3 separate regions of the Sus scrofa genome follow, and all the other regions are linked to region 2. Evidence: chromatin contacts called from public HiChIP or PLAC-seq and promoter capture Hi-C data. All regions are on one chromosome and are shown on one strand. Each heading gives the region's core, a stretch centred on a gene start, on an enhancer-like site or on the middle of the called end of the contact. The rest is flanking DNA. Distances are from core to core; before and after follow the strand shown. Region 1 holds the start of STRA8 (stimulated by retinoic acid 8). Region 2 holds the start of BPGM (bisphosphoglycerate mutase). Region 3 holds the start of CNOT4 (CCR4-NOT transcription complex subunit 4).

Region 1 (3,447 bases), core at 881-3,380, 510 kb before region 2:
GTCCACCAGCTGCTTCCTTTTAGTTCCTTCCCTATGCTTATCAGATCATGATTTAAAAAAAAATTCCGAAATTTATTCTTGAAAATATGTAGGGCATCACAATGACATGTACACACGCTCATGTTCAAGTTTAGACCCAGACCTAAATGGCCACCTGTTTGGATCCACAGGCCTGACTCAATTCGCCTGTACATAAACACCCACAAGGCCAAGGACAGCTTTCTCGAAGTGAGCGGGCACAGTCTCCTCAGCGTCCAGTCGGCTCTCACCCTCTGAGGGAGACGGGCACTGGCCACTCGACGTCCCACTCCCTGGACGTGAGGGACACCAGACGTCCTGACAGCAGTCACCGGCCTCTCTCACGCCAGCAGAGGGGGGACCGGGGCTCTGCCGGGGCCAGACAGACCCAGCAGCTTCCCAGTGGGCCCTGGGGACCAATCGCGGCATGTCCCCGGGGCCCACAGCCAATGGGAGCGCGCGGTGACGGACCAATGAGGACTGGGCAGTGGAAGAAACAGTGTAACTTGTTGTCTGAAGGCAACACAGAAAGGAGGGGAGGAGGGGCAGCGCTGACCTTCTCACCTTGCCCAGGGGCTCCTTTCCAAGTGGAGGCTGAGTGGGGCAGGGACTCTGTCACCTCAGATGCCCCGCACAGCCTGTATGTGCCCACGAACACTAAATGGACGGCCTCCGACTGGGTCCAGTGATCCGATGTGGAGCCCCAGGGTCCTCACCCCTCACACGGGGCTCTGACACCTGCCTTACAGGGTTATCCTGAGGCTCAGAGAAGACACGTTCAATAAAGGGTCCAGGGCACAGGCTCCCTGTCTCAGGGGGAAAGATGTGAGGAAATAGAGAAGCGCATAAAAGGAGGGGCCGGGGAATGATGTTTTAAACTGGGGAAGAAGAAATGCGGGGGGGGGGGGGGCTAAGAAGGGTTGCGCGGAAGAGGCCTTTAAAAGGTGGAATCAGGAGTTTTCTGGTGGCTCAGTGGGTTAAGGATCTGGTGTTGTCACTGCCGTGGCTCAGGTTGGATCCCTGGCGGGGGAATTTCCCCATGGCACGGGCCAAAAATATAAATAAATAAAAGGTGGGATCAAAATAGCAAGAAGAAAAGGGAAACAGTCTCACTTTGAGACAAGAGCAAGTATTCTTCCACCTTAGGGAAAAAATTCATTTTCCCCCAAATATAGACTCATGTCCTTAGGTATTTTTTGCTTGAATTCCTGCACCCCTGAATGTTACATGACAGTCGCGATCCCACACCTTCAGTTTGGCTAGGAAGCAGCAGCCTTGCCAGATGTCCCTTGTTGTTCCCTGACCTGGGGCAAAAGCTACTGCACTCTGGGGCAGGGGTGAACCAGAGGTCACACCACCTGGACGCGGCAGCCTGTGCCTGGTGGCACTGGGATTGGATTCTGATCCAGGATGTGCTTCACAGTGACTGTGAGTTCTACCCAAAGCAGACAAATAGGTTCAACTTCTGACTTTGGTAGAACATTAAATTAAACAGTGTGCTATGTAGAAAGAAACTGCTACATGGAAAGCACCCAGTAGGAGCAAATTCTCCTTCTTTTCAAGGTAAATGTGACTTACTCCTTTTAAGACAAAATTCTGCCTGGGTTGAGGCTCTGTCCCTTCTGGCTGTCAGGCAGCTTTTTCTCAGGGTCACAGAGAGTCCCTGAGAAGCTGCTTTTTTCCCCTCTTCCTCTCTCCCTGGTTTCTCTTCACTGGCCCTGATCCTTGCCTCCCATCACTAGCTCAGCAGTGCTGAGACCCTGTGGGAGCAGAGGGCATTCAGGTGTCTGTGCACCTCTGTCTTGGAGGCCTTACCTTTGCACAGGGAGGACACCCAGAGGTCCAGACACTTACCTGCCCGGCCTTTCATCTCATCACCCTTCACCCGCATCAACCACCACCAAACACATCTGCCTCCCCGGATGCGGCCCACTGGGAAGCAGATCTGCACCCAGAAAAAATGCAGTCCTGGGGGGTGGGATGTTACAAGGCTTCCTTACCTGCCTCAGCCTGATTTCCTTGAAGAAAATGAGGATCTCTGGTCCACTTCAGTCAGCCTTCCCCACAGCTGTGAGGCAGAAGGCTCTGCTCATGAACCCTGGGACCGCCTGGTGGCTTCTCACCAGCTTTGGATACAATCAAAGTTCTCCCTGGCAACAGTCCCCCCGCCCCCATCACCTTCTGACCCTGACCCCTCCTTCCTAGTACCAGAGATCCTGCCCAGAGAAACTCCCCTCGTAGTAACATAGATCCTGCCCCCAATACAGCCCCCCCCCCACGACAAGAAGCATAGATCCTGCCCTGAAATCCACCAGTCTGAGGGCATCCCCTCCCCCCAGATCCAGCTCCACACCTGTCCCACCAGGAAGCCTTCTAAGATTCCTGCATTAATGTCAACCCAGGATGGCCACCCATGTTATGTGTCCTTGACCCTAACTTTCTGGTTGGACAAACAGCCTTTTTCACTTTTTCTCAAGTGTTGGGGATGACATATTCAAGATCATTTAAAAATCAAAATGGAGGAACTGCAGTTCAGGCATCTAAAACGGAGCCAGGTGGCTATTGTGGATGTGGTTTCAGACACATTCCTGCATTGAGTCCCAAATTTTCTGACCTATGTCAACCTCAAGGGCATCACTAGCTGATTTCAAGAGTATCTGGTAGCAGCTGCCAGCTGCAGCCTAATGGGCTCAAGGTCTTCCCTTGTAACTGTACAACCATTCCAGGCCCTAGCAAAGCACCCTTACTTGTTGCCAGCTCCGAGCCTAATTCTTGACAAAAAACTTATGCAATTTTGTGGGGTTTGCCTATATAAGCTTCTTCCATTTTGTGGTCCAATGAAACACAATGCAAGTACTTCTTGCATCTGTATCCCCTGGGTTATAGTCCTCACTTTGGCTCAAATGCAACTCTTTTCTCCCTTATTTTAGATTGTTTCCTGATTATTTGCATCAACATCGGGTCCCATCCATTTTATGTGATAATGGGCAGGGGTCTCATATGCGATCATCTTTTTATCCTCTAAACATAACGAGAGTGATGGGTTGTGTATTGCGCCTCCACTGTGTTCCTAATCCTCGTGGATGACCTTGTGAAGAACTTTCTCCCCCTTTTATAGATGGGGAAGCCAGAGAAGGGCAGTGACCTGCCTAATATCTAAACATCTGAGGTTCTCTCTGGTTTTTTGCTCATCACACGCCCTTGGGTGGCATTTAGCAAAAGGAATGTTGACTGTCTTGGGCTAGAGAGAAATTTGCATGATTTTGTAAGTTTCAGAACAAAAGACCCTCAGCTTTGAACTGAGGTGTGTGGACAGTGGCTTGGAGGGAGGGGTGAGGAAGGCAGAGGTCCATGGAGGGGTACATTTCTGACTCCAGTTAGGAGCTCCCAGCACTGTGGTCAAGAGGAGCCTTGGATGCAATCTCAGGC
Region 2 (3,636 bases), core at 344-2,843:
ACCAACTGTAGAAGGCAAAAGAGGAAGAGAGACTGAAAGATCTACCCAAACACCAGCATTAGTTGCCTCCGAGTGATGGAATAAAGGAGAACATTTACTGCCACATTATACTTCAGTACAATGGTCATTCTGGATAATGGTCAAATTTACAATGATCTGCATGGTTTGGTTTAAATATGGACACAAAAGAACATATCGTAGCTGGGAACTTTTATTTGCTAACAGATTGGTTAGGAATTTACGGCTATGAGATTTTGCTGATGTACTTGTGGTGGAAAATGTCTAAGGATCTTGAGCTTAAAACAGACTTTGAACACAGGCACAGACCTCGGAAATAATCTAATGCAACATCTACTTTTTAAAGATGCAAAAGTTAAGAGCCAGAGAATGGAAAGAATTTGTTTAAGATCACACAAATAGCTCCAAGACTAAAACCCAGGTGTCTTGACCACCAACTGGAGCCTCCTCCATGACACCATTTGTTTGAAAGTCTACCACAATTGAATAGCATCTATGGGGTGTGAGATGCTACAAAAATACAAGATGGATCAAACCTAGTCTCCTGGCCTCGGGGGACACAGTTTTGCAATAAAAAACAAACTGACATGTGTTCTGCTTTCATTATAGAAACCTTAGAAGCTGCTGGTGAAAGATAGCACTTGATATGATATTTTTCCCCCAAAAGTGTGCACTGGGTCAGTTAACATTCTGGTACCACTGACAAGCTAGAAACCTTCCATAATTTGGAAGGGAGGTGGGAGGGGAGTGAGAGTTATAATAAGTTAGCTAATAACCAATTATCCTTCAAAATTTAACTGTGAACTTTACTTCCATTACGCACTTCTGTCCTTCTCCAGTAAGAGGGCCCCCATCCTTCTGAAAGGAGAAGAAATACACTTACTTTTTCATTTGTGGTGCTTCCAAGAACCTGTGATCGAGCTCCAGATTTGAACCCTCCATGAAACCATTGCAGATACTCAACTTTCTCCTTTCATGACATTCAAGTTTTTCTATCTACTGGGACTTTTAGGGCCAGCTCCACCATCGCCCTAAATTTAGTGGCATGGCCCTGAAAACACACCGAGCTCCCTTCCAGGAGCCTTACTATAGACGGGGCTCTGCCACCCGGTGCCTCCGATGGCCAGGGGGACTGAGTTCATCACTCCCTTCAACTCCTATTTATTCTTGCCGTCAGGACACCACTACCAAGGCGGAATCCTCTTTTCGGCTGTCAGATCTACGACCCCCTCAGAGAGGCTTCTTCTGAGAAGGAGACAGCTGAGAAGGACCTGGGGGATGAGTGAGGGTCGGAGCCTGAGGGGTGGACGCGCGAGTGCCAGACTCCCACCAAAGACAACCCGCGGGGGAAAGGAACTGGCCCGCGCGCCAAAATAAACCACCACATCACTGAGAAATGGAAACGTTCGCAATGGCAATATTCCAAAACAAAACCACTCACCCGCAAAAAAGCCACTGGTAGCAACCGCTTCTCCGAACCTACTCGCAGCCAGTGCCTCCAAGGACTCATCTCTGCTGCCGGCATCGACTCTCTTTTCTAGCTCAGGAGCCAGAAGGGGCAGGTCCTAGGGCTCTGACTATTGGAAGATCAAGCTGTCACTCATTCATGGACCCGCCTTACTCCCCAGGAACAGGTCGAGGTCTTTTCCGTTTCCCAAATCCCCGGAGTAGAAAGTGAGGTTCTGATTGGCTTTCTGAGAAGATGAGCACATTTTCGGGCCAGTGAAGAGCTAGCTTTGGCGCTATTAGGCGGGCTTGTGCCTGGGGAAGTAAAAATGCCGGGAGCGTCGCCCTGGCAATATGAAAACCTCAGGAGCTCTCGCGCAGTTGAGGTGCTGGGAAGTGTTTCGCGTCTTAAAGGAAATATCTGCCAACGTAGAGACGTGCCGGTGGAATCTTGGAAGTTATGAGGTGATGCCTTCCTTTATTCATGGGAAACTGCAACCTGGGGATGAAGGTGGGCACTCCTCACAGAAAAGCTCTTGCTCTCCTGGCGGCTTTAAGCCTTAAACGGCGATTAAAGGCAAAGCCTTTAAAGTGCCCGATTTATGGGCTGTATCTCTCTCTCTCTCTCTCTCTCTCTCTCTCTCTCTCTCTCTCTCTCTCTCTCTCTCTCTCTCTCTCTCTCTCTTTCTCTCTCTCTCTCCTCTCTCTCTCTCTCTCTCTCTCTCTCTCTCTCTCTCTCTCTCGGTAAATGTACTAAGCGATTCCCTTAGGCAATTCCCTGACACTGTTTTGGTTGGGGGAGGAAAAGGGATGCATGGAATACACTAAAAGCTTATAGGACAGATGAAGGGAGGATGGAGTGAGTGAAACGAGTATTATATATTTGGAGGCCACAATTTACTGAACAAGAGAAGTTTGCACGGGGCCCTGTATGTTTCTAGGCAGTCTTGAACTACCACAAAAGGCTTTGAAGCATACGTGTAAGAACTTTTGGGTGGGCGAGAAAGATAATAAGGATTGATATGTTTGCTTGACCACAAACATATTAAGAAGAGAGATTCCCTGTCTTGATTTCTACAAGCTGTCGTATGTAGTGTTTAGTGTCTTCTTTTGAGTTTTTCCTATTTCATCCTAAGTCCACAGGTATGTGACCACCAGGCAGGTTCTCAGAATAATTAAACATATATATGAAAAGATAACTTCCACTTTTTAAACTCTGTGACACACTATGTACTGAATTCACTAAGACCTAAGCGTTTGTAGTTAGTTCTATATATCATCTATTCTTCTCAGAGCATAACAGTTCCTCTTATGATCTCAAAGAACAGACTCTTACTTCTGGGAGGACACAAATTCAAGGCCTGATAGATGCCAGCAAGTGCTAAGTACCATCTAATGTTAGCTGAATTCAGTTTGTACATGATTAACTAGAGTTCAAGTCAGAGGAACTGGAGGAGGTGCGGCTTCCAAATCCTGTACTCTTACCCACTTCCTCTTCCTTTTCTCAATACCAGGTGATGACAAAGTGAGGGGAGAGCCCTTCTATTACAGTTGCAACTTCAAAACTCCCTACTAGTAGCCACCATCCATCCTCTGGAGGATGAAGACAGCCATTCCCAAGTGTCAGTCTTAACCATTATTTAGGGATACTTGCTGTGGACTTAAGGCTTAATTGGATTTTGTTTTGTTGTTCTTAAGGATACCCATGGAATGTTAGCTTGTCACATGGAACTTTAGTAGCATATCAGACATCACCTGCCTCTTAGAATCTCATTGTACTGGTGAGGAATTTGAAGTTTAAGAGATTTATTCAGAATTACTAAGTTGGTTGAGGGTCAGCCTGGATAAGGATCCAAAGTTGCTAATTCATAATTCTGGGAAAATGCTTCCTCTTCTGCTGCCTCCTCTTCCCATCCAACACACACACACACACACACACACACACACACACACACACAAAAGCAATATTTAAAAAAAAAAAATCAACTAATTTGAAAATTTAGTTCCAGTAGGACCAGCCATGAAAATTTACTTCTGATATAGCAAACAGTGTAGATATGAAAATAAACTTAGTGAGTCCCAGCTCACTACTTCAGATAACTTTTGGTGTGGTCCCACTTTCATCCAAAGAAGAAATGAAAATGCAGAAAGTTATTATAGCCATGTTATGTT
Region 3 (3,906 bases), core at 960-3,459, 770 kb before region 2:
CAGAGCCAAAATACTATAGCTGTGTCAATTGGTATTTGTAGCTTTCATATTCATGGAGATTTTATTTATAAGTGCCAATGAATGACAATTTGATTACATTTTCTAGAAAAGTCATGACTGAGCATTTATATATTGAGATAGAATTCACTATTATAAATTACTTTCTTTGTAGTTTTTATATCATATAGCACATTATTTTGATTTAAAACAAAATCATGTATGCAGATGAAATTCATAAATTATCCATGAATTTCATTACAGGCTAATAAAACACATTATGAAGATACTGTTCTTAAAAAAAGTGCATGCATTGGAATTCCCATTGTGGTGCAGTGGAAATGAATCTGACTAGGAACCATGAGGTTGTGGTTCAATCCCTGGCCTTGCTCAGTGAGTTAAGGATCTGGCGTTGCTGTGAATTGTCTTGTGGTTCCTCACGTGGCTCAGATCTGGCGTGGCTGTGGCTGTGGCGTAGGTTGGCAGCTGTAGCTCCAATTGGACCCCTAGCCTGGGAACCTCCACATGCCGCAGGTGTGGCCCTAAAAAGACAAAAGACAAAAAAAAAACCCAAACCCCAAAACCAAAAAACAAATAAACACAGAGTTCCCTTTTGCCTCAGTGGGTTAAGGATCCTGTGTTATTACTGCTGTGGCTTAGGTCACTGCTGTGGCACAGGTTCTGTTCCTGGCCACGAGTGCAGCCAAAATAATAATAATAATAAGAAGAATAAGAATAATAACAATAATGCAGCCAAAATAATAATAATAATAATAAAAAAGAGAAAAAAACCAACAAAAAAAGAACAAGCACACATTTAAGAAAATAGATGTCTCCTATATTGAATGTTTAGATAGTTAACTAAAGGTGGCAAATCCAAATGACTTTCCAGGTTTCCTTGCTAGCTTATGAGTTCATGATTCCGCAACTTCAAGTTTTTGGTAAATTGTGAGTTTATTATATATTTAAGTTTCCACCAAATAACTGGTTCCAGGCTTAACAGTGAAGAAACTGAAACACAAAGAACTAACGTATTTTTAAAAAATTAAATGAAGTCTTCTCAATGAGATTAGGTCTACAGATTTAAAATTGCAACCTCTTTCCCTATTCCCCTTCTGTTCAATTTTTTTCATCAGTTACCGTATAATATGCATTTTAATCATGTCTTAAAAATTGCTTCCTTTCCCTTTTATTTCACCTTAACACACACACACTAGAATAGACACAGGAATTCCTGGAAGAGGAATTTTGTCATTTTGCTGGCTGTCACCTCCCCATGTATAGAACAGCGCTGGGCACATAGGGGGAGCTCATTGAGTATTTGTTGCATGAATGGGTGAAGAATTCACGCAACAAGCAAAACCAACTGCGTCAAGCGGCCACTTCCATCAGAATTCTAGGAGGCATGTGGGAGGGACCAGAAAATTGATTTTTGAGATTGAAAATTCCTCGGCGCTCTTTGGGATTGCGAGAGCATTCTTGTACTCCTTGGGATGTATGGATGTATGAAGGGTTTGTGAACTCTGCGCGCAGAGCTGTGCAAGCTGGAAATCGAACTTAAAATAATTTGCACCTAAATCCGTAAAATGTTCTCAAATTTATATAATCAGAAACACATTTTTGTAAACGCATGGGTCTTCTGTTCTCTTGTACGTATATACAGGATAATTTAGAGTATCTTTTCACTGGAGATTCATGGTGAAGATCGGATCAAGGGTGGTGGCTCCAAAATGCACAAACAGGGGAAACGAGTTAACATTCACCTTCCACAAGCAGATGCCAATTCAGTATCCAATTCCCACCCTAGATCAAATCCCGCGCCCCTCCTACCTTCCACCTGCCTCTACCCTGCCTCCTTTAATACCTACGGTAGGCGGGGTCAGAAAAGAGAAGGTCTCAGCTCCCCCAAATTGGTTACGCCCGCCGCGAGTTCTGGTTTCCCATATTTGAGCAACACCGAGGAAACGGAACCGCTAACGAAGGCCGCCGACCAAATGACAAGAGAAGCAGCACCGGGCCGAAAAGGAAGCAAAACACGGAGAAAGGCAGTAGTGTGGCAACCACGTGAGGTAGGCGATCCGGTCCGCCCTCCGAGTGAGAACTTCAATTCCCGGCTTGCAGCTGGGCGGTTACCCTCCGAGGACTACAACTCCCAGGGTGCTGCGGGACCGGCCGCCGGCCGCTCCTCCCGCCCCTCCCCCGCCCCTCCTGGCCGGATCGGCGTGCGCCTGCGCACGGGAGGCCGGAGGAGTCTTACCCTAATGTAAGATGGTGGCCCGTCTGGCTGTGGAACCCACCGAAAGCTGAGAGTCTCCCTCTCAGCCGTAAAGGTCGGACTCGCTGAGGCAATCAGGCCCGGTTCTGAAGAGTTTTTTCCCCGACACTCGTTCAGTGGTTTCTTGTGAGGACGCGGCACCGCGTGGAGTCGGCTAAGGGAAAAGCGAGGCAAGGCAGGCGGGTGAGTCTATGCGGGGCTGGGCTTAGGGGAAACCCGGGGTTGACCGGCTACGAGAGAGCGGAGGCTTCGCTGGGACTGTGCAGGCCGCACCCCCCTTTCTCCCCACCCCCCGCCTCATCTTCACCCTCCTCCTTCTTGGTCTTCCTCCTCCTCCTCCTCTTCCTCCCTCTTCCCTCTACGCCACAGCAGTTACCACCAGGAAAAGGGAGCGGGGCAGAAGGCAGCGCGGCGGCGAGCACCGACTGCTTCGAAAATCTCTTTAATTGGGCAGCCGAGGAGGCTGCTCGTCTTCAACGCTCTCCCCTACATTTTTGTAGGGGCAAGAAATCTTCGGTCTCAGGACTCCTTGTTTTCCCAGCCCCCTTTCGCCCCTCTGACGTCCTTTCCCAGTGGCCCCCGTCTCCCAAGACCAAAGCCATCACTTCCACTCTGACCTGTGTTGCTGCTGCTCATTAATCCCACTGCTCGTTGCCCACTCGTGCTGCTGCTTGTTTTTTGCTCCCTGCTACCACTCTGGAGTTAGCCTTTGCCCCCCTCTCGTGCTTGCTTTTAGCCCCAGCCTACCTGCTACCCTTAGAGCTTCTTCCGATTTGCAGTCTTTCCTTTAACCACATCTGTCATTTTAAAGCTGCCCCTTAAAGTATCTAGATTACGCTGCTGCTTGTACTAACCCACCTGTTTCACAGCTTTCTTGGGTATTGTCCGTTCCTTCCCTCTTTGCTATACAGATTCTTTCAACATACACTTCCAGAAAAAAAAAAAAAAAAAAAAAAAAAAAAAAAAAAAAGGGATGCCCCGTGTTGGCCCCCGAGAAGTCAAGGAAGTTGGGAAGTGAATGAAGTGAGGTAGGATACTATTAAACATTGTGAGTGAAGATCGTTTATTCAGGCTGCCCCGGAGAGGAACGTCTTCGTTTTGTTTCCAGGGATCTGGTTGTGGATTATTCGCTCTGTTGGGACTTTTTGTTTTTGCTTTTTGGCTTTTTTCCCCCTCCTTTCTCTTTTCATTTTGAACCGGTTTCTCCATGCTGTCTAGCGTTCTTCTGAATTGCCTCTCCCCAGGACACTTAATGTGGGCTCTGATTACACCAACAAATATTAGCCTAGGCATTTCAAAATAAGATAAATCTGGCACACAACCAAATTTATCTGTGAACTCCGCAAGCAAATTAACAGTGGTAGTTTGATTATATGCAGGTTTTATGTGGGCTACAGAACCCTTCCAAATTGAGAATTGATTATTGGCTCAGTGAGTTTTATTGATGTGCAGCTTAATTGATGACATTTTATTTATAGTTTGAGTGGAAATTTCCTCTCCAGATTATATCAGATCTACCTAATATTTTTGGATTTGGAAAGTTCTTTCTTTTAATATTTCTAGGACGGTAGGTATCTGAGTAAATTATCTTCTCTTGAAAACCACTAGGTGTGTATGCAAAAGAAAAATTGATT

Evidence for each region. Promoter capture Hi-C pulls out the DNA fragments that hold promoters and counts their contacts. HiChIP or PLAC-seq counts read pairs in DNA pulled down with a chosen protein or histone mark.
Region 1: a contact with region 2 is called in an H3K27ac HiChIP or PLAC-seq map of alveolar macrophages. The contact joins the promoter of STRA8 here to the promoter of BPGM in region 2.
Region 3: a promoter capture Hi-C map of liver shows a contact between it and region 2, with 4 times the contacts expected there. The contact joins the promoter of CNOT4 here to the promoter of BPGM in region 2. A contact is called at or near these places in 1 of 5 promoter capture datasets (liver) and 1 of 47 Hi-C or Micro-C datasets (heart right ventricle).

The regions. Positions count from the first base shown.
Region 1 is chr18:14,078,269-14,081,715 of Sscrofa11.1, forward strand. STRA8 (stimulated by retinoic acid 8) reads right to left here and starts at 2,131. Exons shown (of 11, transcript NM_001285970.1): 1 at 2,019-2,131.
Region 2 is chr18:14,591,728-14,595,363 of Sscrofa11.1, forward strand. BPGM (bisphosphoglycerate mutase) reads right to left here and starts at 1,594. Exons shown (of 3, transcript XM_021079176.1): 1 at 1,460-1,594. It also overlaps a transcript of AKR1B1 not described here.
Region 3 is chr18:13,819,364-13,823,269 of Sscrofa11.1, forward strand. It overlaps CNOT4 (CCR4-NOT transcription complex subunit 4), which reads left to right and starts at 2,210. Exons shown (of 12, transcript XM_021078768.1): 1 at 2,210-2,455.